Linked DNA regions of Sus scrofa: region 1 is linked to region 2. A link is a contact called in public Hi-C data. All regions are on one chromosome and are shown on one strand. Each heading gives the region's core, a stretch centred on a gene start, on an enhancer-like site or on the middle of the called end of the contact. The rest is flanking DNA. Distances are from core to core; before and after follow the strand shown. Region 1 holds the start of DHODH (dihydroorotate dehydrogenase (quinone), mitochondrial). Region 2 holds the start of AP1G1 (AP-1 complex subunit gamma-1).

Region 1 (5,766 bases), core at 2,765-5,264, 130 kb after region 2:
ACCTCAGATTCGGGTCATTAGGATGATCGCTCCCTGAGCAGAGGGAACTGACCCTGAACTTCAACTGCAGATCCAGTGAGGGCTTATGACCACTAAACAAGCCAAAAGGCTGCTCATCTTAGGGTGATCCAATTTCTTATTCGTAGACAAACATTGTTTTGGCACATCTTGCCTTAAAGATAGGGAAAAATAAACAAAAGGAAGCCTACTAATAGCACTTCAGAACCTGGGAATTGCCTCCAAAAGACTCAGAGGAAAATGTACACCTCTGAAAATTATGAACAGCAAAATCCAGGAAAACACTTCAGAAAGCCATCAAACGTCCTTAATTGAAACAGAAAGACTTAGAAGATAAACAAAGTGAAGCTAAAATGCACAAGAATGAGGTAGATTAAAAGAGAATTAATGGTATTTGAGGATTTTAAGAAAACCAAAAATGCTACAGAAAACTTAAAATCCATGTTGGAGGTAACACACAACAGGACTCGTGGAAAAGTCGTATCAGCGGTACGCAAGGTCAGTGTGAGGCGTTCTCTAGACAGGAAAAACATGGAGGGCAGAAACCATCGGATACTACAGGGATAACTGGTATTTCTTATGGACAAAATCAGAGCAAATGAACTAGAGGGGATAAACGTAGAATAAAACTTTCCTGAGCCAAGAAAAATGTATACATGTAACATCACATTCGAGGCAAAAATCAGAATCATGCTAAGAAAATTTCTTTACTACAAGGATTAAACAATTCTGACAGTAGAATTCATCCATGGCTACAGTCTGGTCCAAGACACTTTCATCAATCCTGGGCTCCCCCCCCCTTTCTTTTTTAATATGGTGGAATAGTAGGACTGGGGCTCAACTTCTCTCCTAAAAACAACAAAATTCACAACCAAATGCTGAGCAATCTTCAACCAAATGGACTGGAAACTTTCAAAAATATATTCTACTCTAGAAGACAAAGATGAGGCCACATCAAAAGGTAGCAGGGGTGATTACGTGATATAAGCAACCCCATACCTCCTAGGTGGGACGCCCCACAGACTGGAAAGTAACTGTATCACAGAGACTCACCTAACAGGAGTGAAAGTTCTGAGCCCCACATTAAAACCTAACATGTGGGGATCTGGCACTGGGAGAAAGAGCCCCTGGAGCATCTGGCATTGAAGGCCAGTGGGGCTTGTGCACAGGAGCTCCACGGGACTGGGGAAAACAGAGACCTCATTCTTAAAAGGCACACACGGACTTTCACATGCACTGGGTCCCAGGGCAAAGCAAGTCTCCATAGGAATCTGGGTCAGACCTGACTCAGTTCGTGGAGGTCCTCCTGGGAAAACAGGGGTGAATGTGGTTTGTTGTGGGGGAAGAACATTGGAAGCAAAGCTCTTGGGAATATTCAGCAGCATGCCTTTCTCTGGAGGTGGCCATTTTGGGAAAATCTGGCTCCACCCATAAGCACTGAGAAGCCCCTGGTCAAACAACAATCCAGGTGGGATCACAGCCCCACCCCTCAGTAAACTGGCAGCCCCAAGACCCCCCGCCCCCAGGCACACAGCTGCCTCTAATCTCACCCAGAGACAAAGCCCCACCCACCAGAGGGATAGGAATCAGCTCCCCAGACCAAAGGGCAGGCACCAGCCACTCCCATCAGAAAGCCTACAGCAAGCCTGCCCTGTATCAACTTCAGCCACAAGGGGGGCAGACGCCAGAAGTAAGAGGCTACAACTCTATTATCTGTAAAAAGATCACCACACCAAAAACCTGTAAAAATGAAAAGGCAGAATTATAACTCAGATGAGGGAGAAAGAAAAAAACCCAGAAAAACAGCTAAGTCATCAGAAGATTCTCAGCCTCCAGGGAAAAGACTTTAGACCATTGATGCTGAAGATGATGCAAGACATTGGAAATAAACTGGAGACAAAGATGGATAATTTATGGGAAACACTGAGCAAAGAGATAAAACATAAAACTTAAGCAGAGAGGAGTTCCCGTCGTGGCGCAGTGGTTAACGAATCCGACTAGGAACCATGAGGTTGCGGGTTTGGTCCCTGCCCTTGCTCAGTGGGTTAACGATCCGGCGTTGCCGTGAGCTGTGGTGTAGGTTGCAGACGCGGCTCGGATCCCGCGTTGCTGTGGCTCTGGCGTAGGCCGGTGGCTACAGCTCCGATTCAACCCCTAGCCTGGGAACCTCCATATGCCGCGGGAGCAGCCCAAGAAACAACAACAACAACAACAAAAAGACAAAAAGACCAAAAAAAAAAAAAAAAAAAACTTAAGCAGAGATGGAAAATACAATAACTGAAATGAAAAATTCACTAGAAGCAGCTAACAGCAGAATATAGGAGGCAGAAGAACGAATAAACGAGGTGGAGGACAGATTAGGGGAAATACAGTTGGATGTGGAACAGAAAAGAGAAAAAACATTGGAAACAAATGAAGAGAGTCTCAGAGAACTCTGGGACAATGTTAAACGCACCAACATCTGTACTATAGGGGTGACAGAAGAAGGAGAGAGAAGGGGACAGAAAAAATATTTGAAGAGATAATAGCCAAAAACTTCCCTAACGTGGGAAAGGAACCACTCACTCAAATCTAGGGAGCACAACGAGTTACCATATAAAATAAACTCAAAGAGGAATGCCCCAAGACACGTATTAATCAAACTGACCAAAATTAAAGACAAACAGAAAATATTGAAAGCAGCTAGGGAAAAGAAACAAATAACATACAAGGGAACCCCAATAAGGTTATGGCAGATTTTTCAGCAGAAACTCTGCAGACCAGAAGGGAGTGGCATGATATGCTTAACGTGATGAAAAAACCTCCAACCAAGATGACTACCCAGCAGCTACAGCTCAGATTTCACACCTAGCATAGGAACCTCCATAGGCCACTGATGCAGCCCTAAAAAGATTAAATAAGTAATTTTAAAAAAAGGATACAATATGCTATTTGCCCAAGACAAACTGACTCACAGACATTTAAAAACCTTAAAAAGGGGCAGGTTGGGGCCAGGAGAGATGGGCTGTGGATTTGGGACAGAAACATAAAGTTAGGTTGTGATGATGGTTGTACAATTCAATTTAATATTCCCCGAGTTAAAAAAAAACAAATATTAAAAAAAAAGATGAAAATAGGCACCTTGGCAGATGAATCCATCAGAATAAACACATAGAAGTGAGACAGCAGCTTTATAAAGAAATAATGCTCTCTGTGGGGGGGGGGGATGGGGAGGGTCAGTAGTGGGAACTAAAACGTTTCAAATACCAAGAAAATAAGAGTTTGCTATTTAGGTACAAGCTTTCTGAGCAGAGGACTCAGTCGGGGCTACAATGAGATTGGTGCCAGGACATTTTCAGTTTTCAAAGTTCAGTAAGTCTTCATTTCCTGACACCCTTATAAACATACATACGTTTTAGGCTTTTTTTTGGGGGGGGTGTCTTTCGTTCTTTTTAGGGAGGCTAGGGGTCTAATCGGAGCTGTAGCCACTGGCCTAGCCCAGAGCCACAACAACGCCAGATCCGAGCTGTGTCTGCGACCTACACCACAGCTCAGTTGCCGGATTCTTAAGCCACTGAGTGAGGCCAGAGATCGAACCCGCAACTTCATGGTTCCTAGTCAGATTCATTAACCACTGAGCCATGATGGGAACTCCCAGATATACTCTCAATCCATTCTTTACCTAAAGCACAAGCACTCCACCAAAATGTTTAACTTAAATGATCCAAAAAAAACTGGTTAGAGTGTTGTTCAGACTCAAAGAACCAACCAGTAAGCAGTCAGAACGTCCAGATTACAAACCACAGAAGAGTTCGCACGCGCCCTAGCTGAGCGCTCTGCCCCTGGGCGACTCTCCGCCCAGACGCCGGGAGGTCGAATTTGCTGGCGGAAGAGGCGTGATCATCGCGCAAAGCGTCCAACCAGCTCCTAAGGGCAGAGCAGGGCCTTTTCCCGCCTCGGAGGAAGCCAGCCCCACCCTCCTGCCCGGCGATTGGTGAGTCGGAAAAGGGGCGGGGATTAGAGGACTCACCACCATCCTCTCCAATGGAAACGAGACAGAGGCGGGCCCAGTGGAGGAAGAAGCATGGCGTGGCGACAGCTCAAAGTGAGTCCAGCTGGTGCTGATGTACAGCTGAGAGGGAGGACTACTGGGATGCGGACCGAGGGGAGGATGGAGGGCTAGCCTGGGCCAGGTGTGGACCAGAGGCGCTCCAAGAGCATAGACCTCTTTGGCACATTGTCTGACTGTGAGGGCAGCTGCAAATGATCGTGCGTGTGCATTTACACGTGTGCTTGGTCACTGTGTGTAAATGGCAAATGTAAGCCGATCTGTGTCAGCGCACTCGGGCCTTTGTTAAGCCTGGCATAGGGACGCTAGTGAATACAGGACCGCCTAGCCCCCTGTGTTGGATCCAACCTGGAACTAACTTTAGTAAGACACGGCCCCAACCCCTTTAGATAAAATTTTAGGGCAGGGTCTGTGTAACGGCGCTCAGCTATTTGTTGATCGACCTGAGGGGCGTTCCTACAATCTGGAGTCTAGAAGCAAGAAAGTAACTGCTGCAGCTATGTTGATGGCTAGGAATGATCCTTAAAGGCACATCGGATTAGGTCTTTATTACTCCCTTGTTTAGGGAACAAAACACATCTTTATGCTGGCCAAAAATCCCTGCCTGTCTCCCCAGCTTTTTAAGCCATACTTTTCCTCACTCCTTGGTTCCAGATAAACCTTTCCCCATCCCTCATTACTTGGATGCAGCTCATTTTCCTGTGCAGCCAGAGAGAAAACCTGTACACACAGCCATCCCCATCCCCTGTACACACAGCCATCCCAAAGTAACTTCTATTTATCCTATGAACATCGGCTTTAAGGCACTTCCTCAAGGAAGCCTTTCTCTTACCTCTCAGATTGGGTAGGTTCTGCCATCACCCTTTGCTCTTTTTCATAGCACTGTCACAGTTACGTCTGCATGATCATCGATTTGTCTCCTCCTGAGGTTGTACTTTCTCATTAAGACAGGGACTGATAGGAGTTCCCGTCGTGGCTCAGTGATTAGTGAATCCGACTAGGAACCCTGAGGTTTCGGGTTCGATCCCTGTCCTTGCTCAGCGGGTTAACGATCCCGTGTTGCTGTGAGCTGTTGTGTAAGTTGCAGACATGGCTCGGATCCAGCATTGCTGTGGCTCTGGCGTAGGCTGGCAGCTACAGCTCTGATTCGACCCCTAGCCTAGGAAACTCCATATGCCGAGGGAGCGGCCCAAGAAATGGCAAAAAAGACAAAAAAAAAAAAAAAAAAAAAAAAAAAAAAAAAAAAAGACAGGGCCTGGTAGGTTTAGGCCATCTTTGTTCAGTCACTATGCACTGAATGATCGCATTAATGGATTAGTAATTCAGCATCTGGCAGTGATAGAGAAAAGCATTATGAGCAACATCTGAGCTTGATCCTAGAAGACCCGACAGTCCTTTAAAAATTTTTTTTTTTGCAACTTTGTTATCTTGAAATGTAATGTCCTAACTTGGATGTAAAACAGAAATGAATTTATAATAAAATATGTATTTTGACCCATAAATGGTAGGGCATGAGTCACCTAGGTAATGAGTCTGGTGTTTAAACCTCTACTTAGAAATTCTAGTGTGACAGGTACATTTTATTGTCAAACTCAAGCAAAGCACTGAACCATTCTAGATGGGATTTTCTGAAATGGTGAGTGATTCTTGGTAACATTCTGTGCAAAACAGTACAGTCATTCATTAATCTACAAGGTAAC
Region 2 (5,496 bases), core at 1,402-3,901:
TCAATTTGTATAGAGTCCTTACAAATCACAAAAAAAGTGAGTGTTTGTACATGATTGATTTCAAGACTTTAAAAATAAATAGTGGAATTAAGTATCACAAAGGCACTGCTGACAATTTTTGTACTTTATAGTTTCACTCTAAAATACACCTCCAAATCTAGAACTCCTGTCAGTGAAACAGATTAGAGAACAGCAATTGCTTCCAAAAGAAAATAAATTGAGGTTTCCTAAATGATGTTAATTTCAAGTACAATCTCAACCTCTTTAGACAAAGTAGATACTCAAGTCTGTGCTAATCAATCGATGGTGTTTTGCTTATCATTTGCAAAGCAAAAGGACACTTTCTCCAACTGAACACAAACCACCTAAGAATGAATGGTATTTAAATACCAGTACACAATTCCATGAAATAAACCGAGTAAATAATACCTATGTGATAGTTCTTCCAATACCTTGTTTTTAAAGTGGAACTCAAAAATGGAATATGTCAGTAGCAACTACAAGAGGATACTTAGTAAATGAGTGAGGATTCCATCTATGTTCTGTTTGACAGTTCTTTCAAGGAAAAGAGAAACTCCACAGCTTCAGAGTAAATACACAAATAGTAACTAATGTATTTTTGTAAAGTCTCCTTATAACAAATAACAAAAACACTATTTACAATGAAAACATTCACTCTTCTGAAAACATGACTAGCAGCGGAATTTATCTACCTGATAATAACCTGAGGATAAGAATAATACACTTATAAATGGATTAGAAGTACTAAAAAATCTGACCCAGTTCAAGTTATAAATCTAAGTTTAAATCACTAGGCTACAATTTCAAGTCAGTTATTATTCTTTTGCAGATGTAAAAATCCAGGCTGAGATGAAATACAAGTGACTCAATAACACTCACCTAACTTGAAATGTAGGAAATAATCAGTGAATTACTGTGAAATGCCTTTTATTCAAGCACGCTATAATATAAACATGTTAAGAGCAAAATAAAAGTAAGATTATGGGTATCTGGGGAGTCTATATTTTTAAACCAAAAAAGTTAAGGTGTATACAGTCTGACAAGTATTATGGGGAATAATGAAAGCGGATATTTAAAATCCAACTATCCCCAGAAAAATACAATACACGAAATTAATCCAAGTACTTTTTTAGAATCAGCCAACAAAGAACATTACTGTACAAACCAACTGAAAGTTAAGGTCACTAAGATATGTTCATTCACTCCTCTCTTCTGTTAAGCAATGCCCAGAGCAGCCGAAAAAGTTACTTTCCTTTCTATCTATGTCAGATTGAAATTCTTTTTCACAGGTAGATTTTCATAGGCAATGATATACACCATACATAAATATCAAAAAGTACCCAAAAGTTAAGTGTTCAGCATGGGAAGGGAACCCCACAAATGCGAAAACATTTGACAGCCTCTCCCTACCACCTCCTCTCCGCAAAGCCGTTTCATTAGCTTTACAAATATTTACACTCTGAGCGAGTGGTTCGACCCGTCTCCTACAACAAAACCCTAACAGGGAAACACAACCAACCGTCCTGACTCTCCCCAACAGTTAAGAAGACCGAGAGAATTATTAGTAGTTGACACCTACAGGATCAGGAGTTTGAGAGAAGATAAGCAGTGTATTGGCAGATGAGTTTAAGAAAAAAAGAAAATGAAAAAGAAACACCCGGAAAACTGGGAAAGAAGTTGGTAGGAAGGTTAGAGAGAGGCGAGGCCAATGTCCGGTTCTAAGAGAACAGCAATGCAGGTGCAGACAGCGACTAACGAAGCATTTGGAAACGCCGATGAGAGTTCTACGAAAGACCTGACAAGGGTACAAGATACAAGAACGCTGATACGTGGCACAGAGAAGACACGCGGGGGTGGGACCCGCCCGAGGTGGGACCCGCCCCGCTAACCCTAGGCTTTCTGAATGAGCCCTCAAAGAAGGATCTCAGCCTGAGAAAGTCAATGGGTTCAAGAAGGCCCACACCAGCCGGGCAACGCCGCAGCACGGAAGGCGGCCGCGCGCAGAGCCTCCCGGTCCGAGGCCTCGGGGTCGGCCCTCAAGAAGTCGAGGAGCTCCTGGGGCTCCGGGCCCCTACAGGCTCAGCCTCCGTCCTCTCTTCTCACCCCCCACGGCCTGGGACCGGACCCCTAGAATTGACAGGAAGTCTCCGGCCGAGCGCTCTTGACAGGCACTGGGCAAAAAAAAGCAGTATGCTCTTAGCGCCACGAGTGACACTCACCGGCCCGAAACCTCGAATGAAACCAGCAGCTTCGGGGGCGGCGGCAGCAGTGGCAGCAGGAACCGAACATCCAAAATGGCGGCTCCCTCAGCCTCACCACCGCTACTGCAGGCGGAAGGATTCTTAGGAGGGAGGGAGTTTTTTTTAACTAACTTCGCACACTATCGCAGAAACTTCAGTCCCTAGCTCCCTCTGCTTGTTGATCCCTTGTCCCCTGGCTGCAATTTCTCGTGCCTCCCCCCTCTTATTATCCAGGAACTCGGACCCCACCGAGGACTATTTGCCAAGGAGGAGGTGACTGCTCTGGCAGAGCGACGCAAAGCGTAGCAAAATTCGGGGCTGTCACTGATGACGCGAGACGCTGCTGCCGAGTCACCGCTGCGAAGAGTAGGAGCAAGAAAGATCCGGTCGACCCCGGGGCCCAGGGACATTGGTTCCGCTTGGGGTAGGGGGTGGGGAAGCTGGGCTACCAGGAAGTGGCGGGGCCACCTGAAGAGGGTGGGGCTTGCAAGGTAGCGGAGGAAGTGGAGAGCCGAGGCAGGTGGGGGCGGAGAACTCTGAGCTAGGCTAAGTGGGTCCTATGCCATGAGAACCCTAGATTCTTTTCCTATCTTCTTTGAGACCTTAGCATTCTCTTTAGGTTTAATTTCAGAAACATACTCCAAGTGATCTTGGACTCTGAGGTTTTATGGCACCTTGGAACGTATTTTGTGAAAATAGAGTTAGAAGGAGTTCCCGTTGTGGCTCAGCGGGTTGTGAACCCGACTAGAGTCCATGAGGATATGAGTGGGTTAAGTATCCGGAGTTGCCATGAGCTGTGGTGTACTCTGCAGACGCGGCTGGGATCCTTCCTTGCTGTCTGTGGCTGTGGCTTAGACCAGTAGCTCAGATTGGACCCCTAGCCTTGGAACTTCCATATGCCACATATGCGGCCCTAAAAAGCAAAAAAAAAAAACAAAAAAAAAAAAAAGCAGAAGACACAGAAGAACAGATTCCAACCCCAGTATCATCTCTCAACCTCCTGCATTGAACAAGACATTTAAAGTCTCTGGGACTCAGTTTTCTCATGTAAAAAAAGAGGATTTGGACTATCGATAGCTAAAACCTTTCAGAGTGTGCCTTCTCACTGACTCCATGCCATGATGACCTGCGCCAAAGACAGGCCAACTATACAGGCCAACCTGAGGCATCAGCCAGGTCCTGGCTTGATAAATAATTACTAACACCTTACACGAATATTTTCCACGTGCACATAAAGACTACCATGATATCTTGGCCTGTTTAAAGGAAAGGTGACCTATCTAAACTAAAATCATTCAGGTAGAATGGCAATAGAATATCCCCAAAAGTGAACAAAGCACAGCACCTAGCTAGATGACAAAGAGCTGAATCAACCACAAACCTTGAGTTTAGGACCTGTCATAGACAGGAGGTTTTTTTCCTTAGCCATTTTCAGGAAGGGATTTCAAAGCATTTTACAAAAATTGAGTAGGGCCACCTTACAATTTTGCTCTTGAACAATTGGGGCATGCCAAGGCTGGAAAGAAAGGAGACCAAGAGTGTAATAATAGTAACATCATTTTTATTAAATATTGATATTGCATTGTATATAATAAGTTCTTCATATATATAATTTAATTTGACCCACATGACCACCTCCTGAGTCGGACTAGCTTAGTTTTAGGAGTTCCCATTGTGGCTCAGCAGGTTACAAACCTACTATCCGTGGGATGCAGCTTGAATCCCTGGCCCCACTCAATGGGTTAAGGATCTGGCAGTGCCCAAGCTGTGGTGTAGGTCACAGACCAGGTATAAACCGGCAGTTGCAGCTCTAATTTGACCCCTAGCCTGGGAGCTTCCATATGCCGCCAGTGCAGCTTTAAAAAAAAAAAAAAAAGAGCTTTGTTTTACAAATAAGGAGACAGACTCAGAAAAGCTGTGACTTGCTGAACTACTCTCCCACTCCCTAACCCATTGGGGTTCTACATGGTGCTACCTTATGAATTAGAAAATAATATACATCCACCCACCCCTCTCCCATACTTAGGGTGGTATCAACCGAGAGCAAATCATTTGGAGAGAATGCTTAAGGAATTCAGTCACCTCATACCCCCTCCTTGCACTGCTCTACAGTGCAGCCCTGGATCACAGGGCAACTAAAGAAAAGTGTAAAATGGGAGTTCCCATCATGGCCCAGTGGTTAACGAATCCAACTAGGAACCCTGAGGTTTCGGGTTCGATTCCTGGCCTTGCTCAGTGGGTTAAGGATCCGGCGCTACTGTGAGCTGTGGTGTATGTAGGTCGCAGACTTGGCTCGGATCCCGCATTGCTGTGGCTCTGGCATAGGCTGGTGGCTACAGCTCCGATTGGACCCCTAGCCTGGGAACCTCCATATGTCATGGGAGCGGCCCTAGAAAAGGCAAAAAGACAAAAAGAAAAAAGAAAAGTGTAAAACGAAAATACCATGATAATGCCAACACAGTTTTCTTTGAGGCATAGCTACGCATGAACGCATGCTAAAGTAAAATATGAGGTTCCTATAAAAGTAGGGTGCTTGCCGGTTGCAAAGCAGTCAGCTAAAGTGTTCTGTTTGCAAGTCACAATTTACTTATAAGTTGAATTTGTGTTTACCATTGCAAACCACAAAATTTAAACCATACTCTTAAGAAAGGGGAAGGAACTCCTACTCTACCAGGCCAAGTGGCAGAACATTAAAGAAAAAATGATGACAAACATCATAAAGTATAAATCCCCTTCATATATTTTTTACTTTATAATCACCAAATTCCTCCACTAATGCAACTGAAAATTAAAAGCAATTGACCCAATATAAAGCATAATCGTCACTATCCTGGGGTCTTTGGTTTCTGTGGCTAGCTATTAAAGCTTGGGAAGACTTAATCCCCCGTCTGCTCAAACATAATCTCAAATTTCAGATAAATAAATTACAGCATATCATGGAGTTCCCGTCATGGCTGAGCAGAAAGGAATCCAACTGGTATCCATGAGGACATGGGTTCGATCCCTGGCCTCACTCAGTGGGTTAAGGATCCAGCGTTACCATGAACTGTGGTGTAGATGGAAGACATGTAGATCTTGGTGTTGCTCTGGCTGTGGTGTAGACCAGAAGCTGCAGCTGCAATTGGACCTGTAGCCTGGGAACTTCTATATGCCACCGGTACAGCCCTAAAAAGCCAAAAAAAAAAAAAAATTGCAGCATGTCAGTAAAGTGGAATACTATACTGCCAATAAAATA

The links. A called contact is a pair of places that touch in the nucleus more often than the background predicts.
Region 1: a contact with region 2 is called in a Hi-C map of epiblast stem cells, with 2.3 times the contacts expected there. The contact joins the promoter of DHODH here to the promoter of AP1G1 in region 2. A contact is called at or near these places in 2 of 47 Hi-C or Micro-C datasets (epiblast stem cells and liver) and 1 of 2 datasets of contacts at active chromatin or transcription factors (alveolar macrophages).

What each region holds. Positions count from the first base shown.
Region 1 is chr6:14,938,884-14,944,649 of Sscrofa11.1, forward strand. It overlaps DHODH (dihydroorotate dehydrogenase (quinone), mitochondrial), which reads left to right and starts at 4,015. Exons shown (of 9, transcript XM_021093829.1): 1 at 4,015-4,102. The coding sequence starts at 4,082. All of the region lies in intron 3 of LOC102158108 (a long non-coding RNA gene), which reads right to left.
Region 2 is chr6:14,807,170-14,812,665 of Sscrofa11.1, forward strand. It overlaps AP1G1 (AP-1 complex subunit gamma-1), which reads right to left and starts at 2,652. Exons shown (of 24, transcript XM_003126897.6): 1 at 2,241-2,652.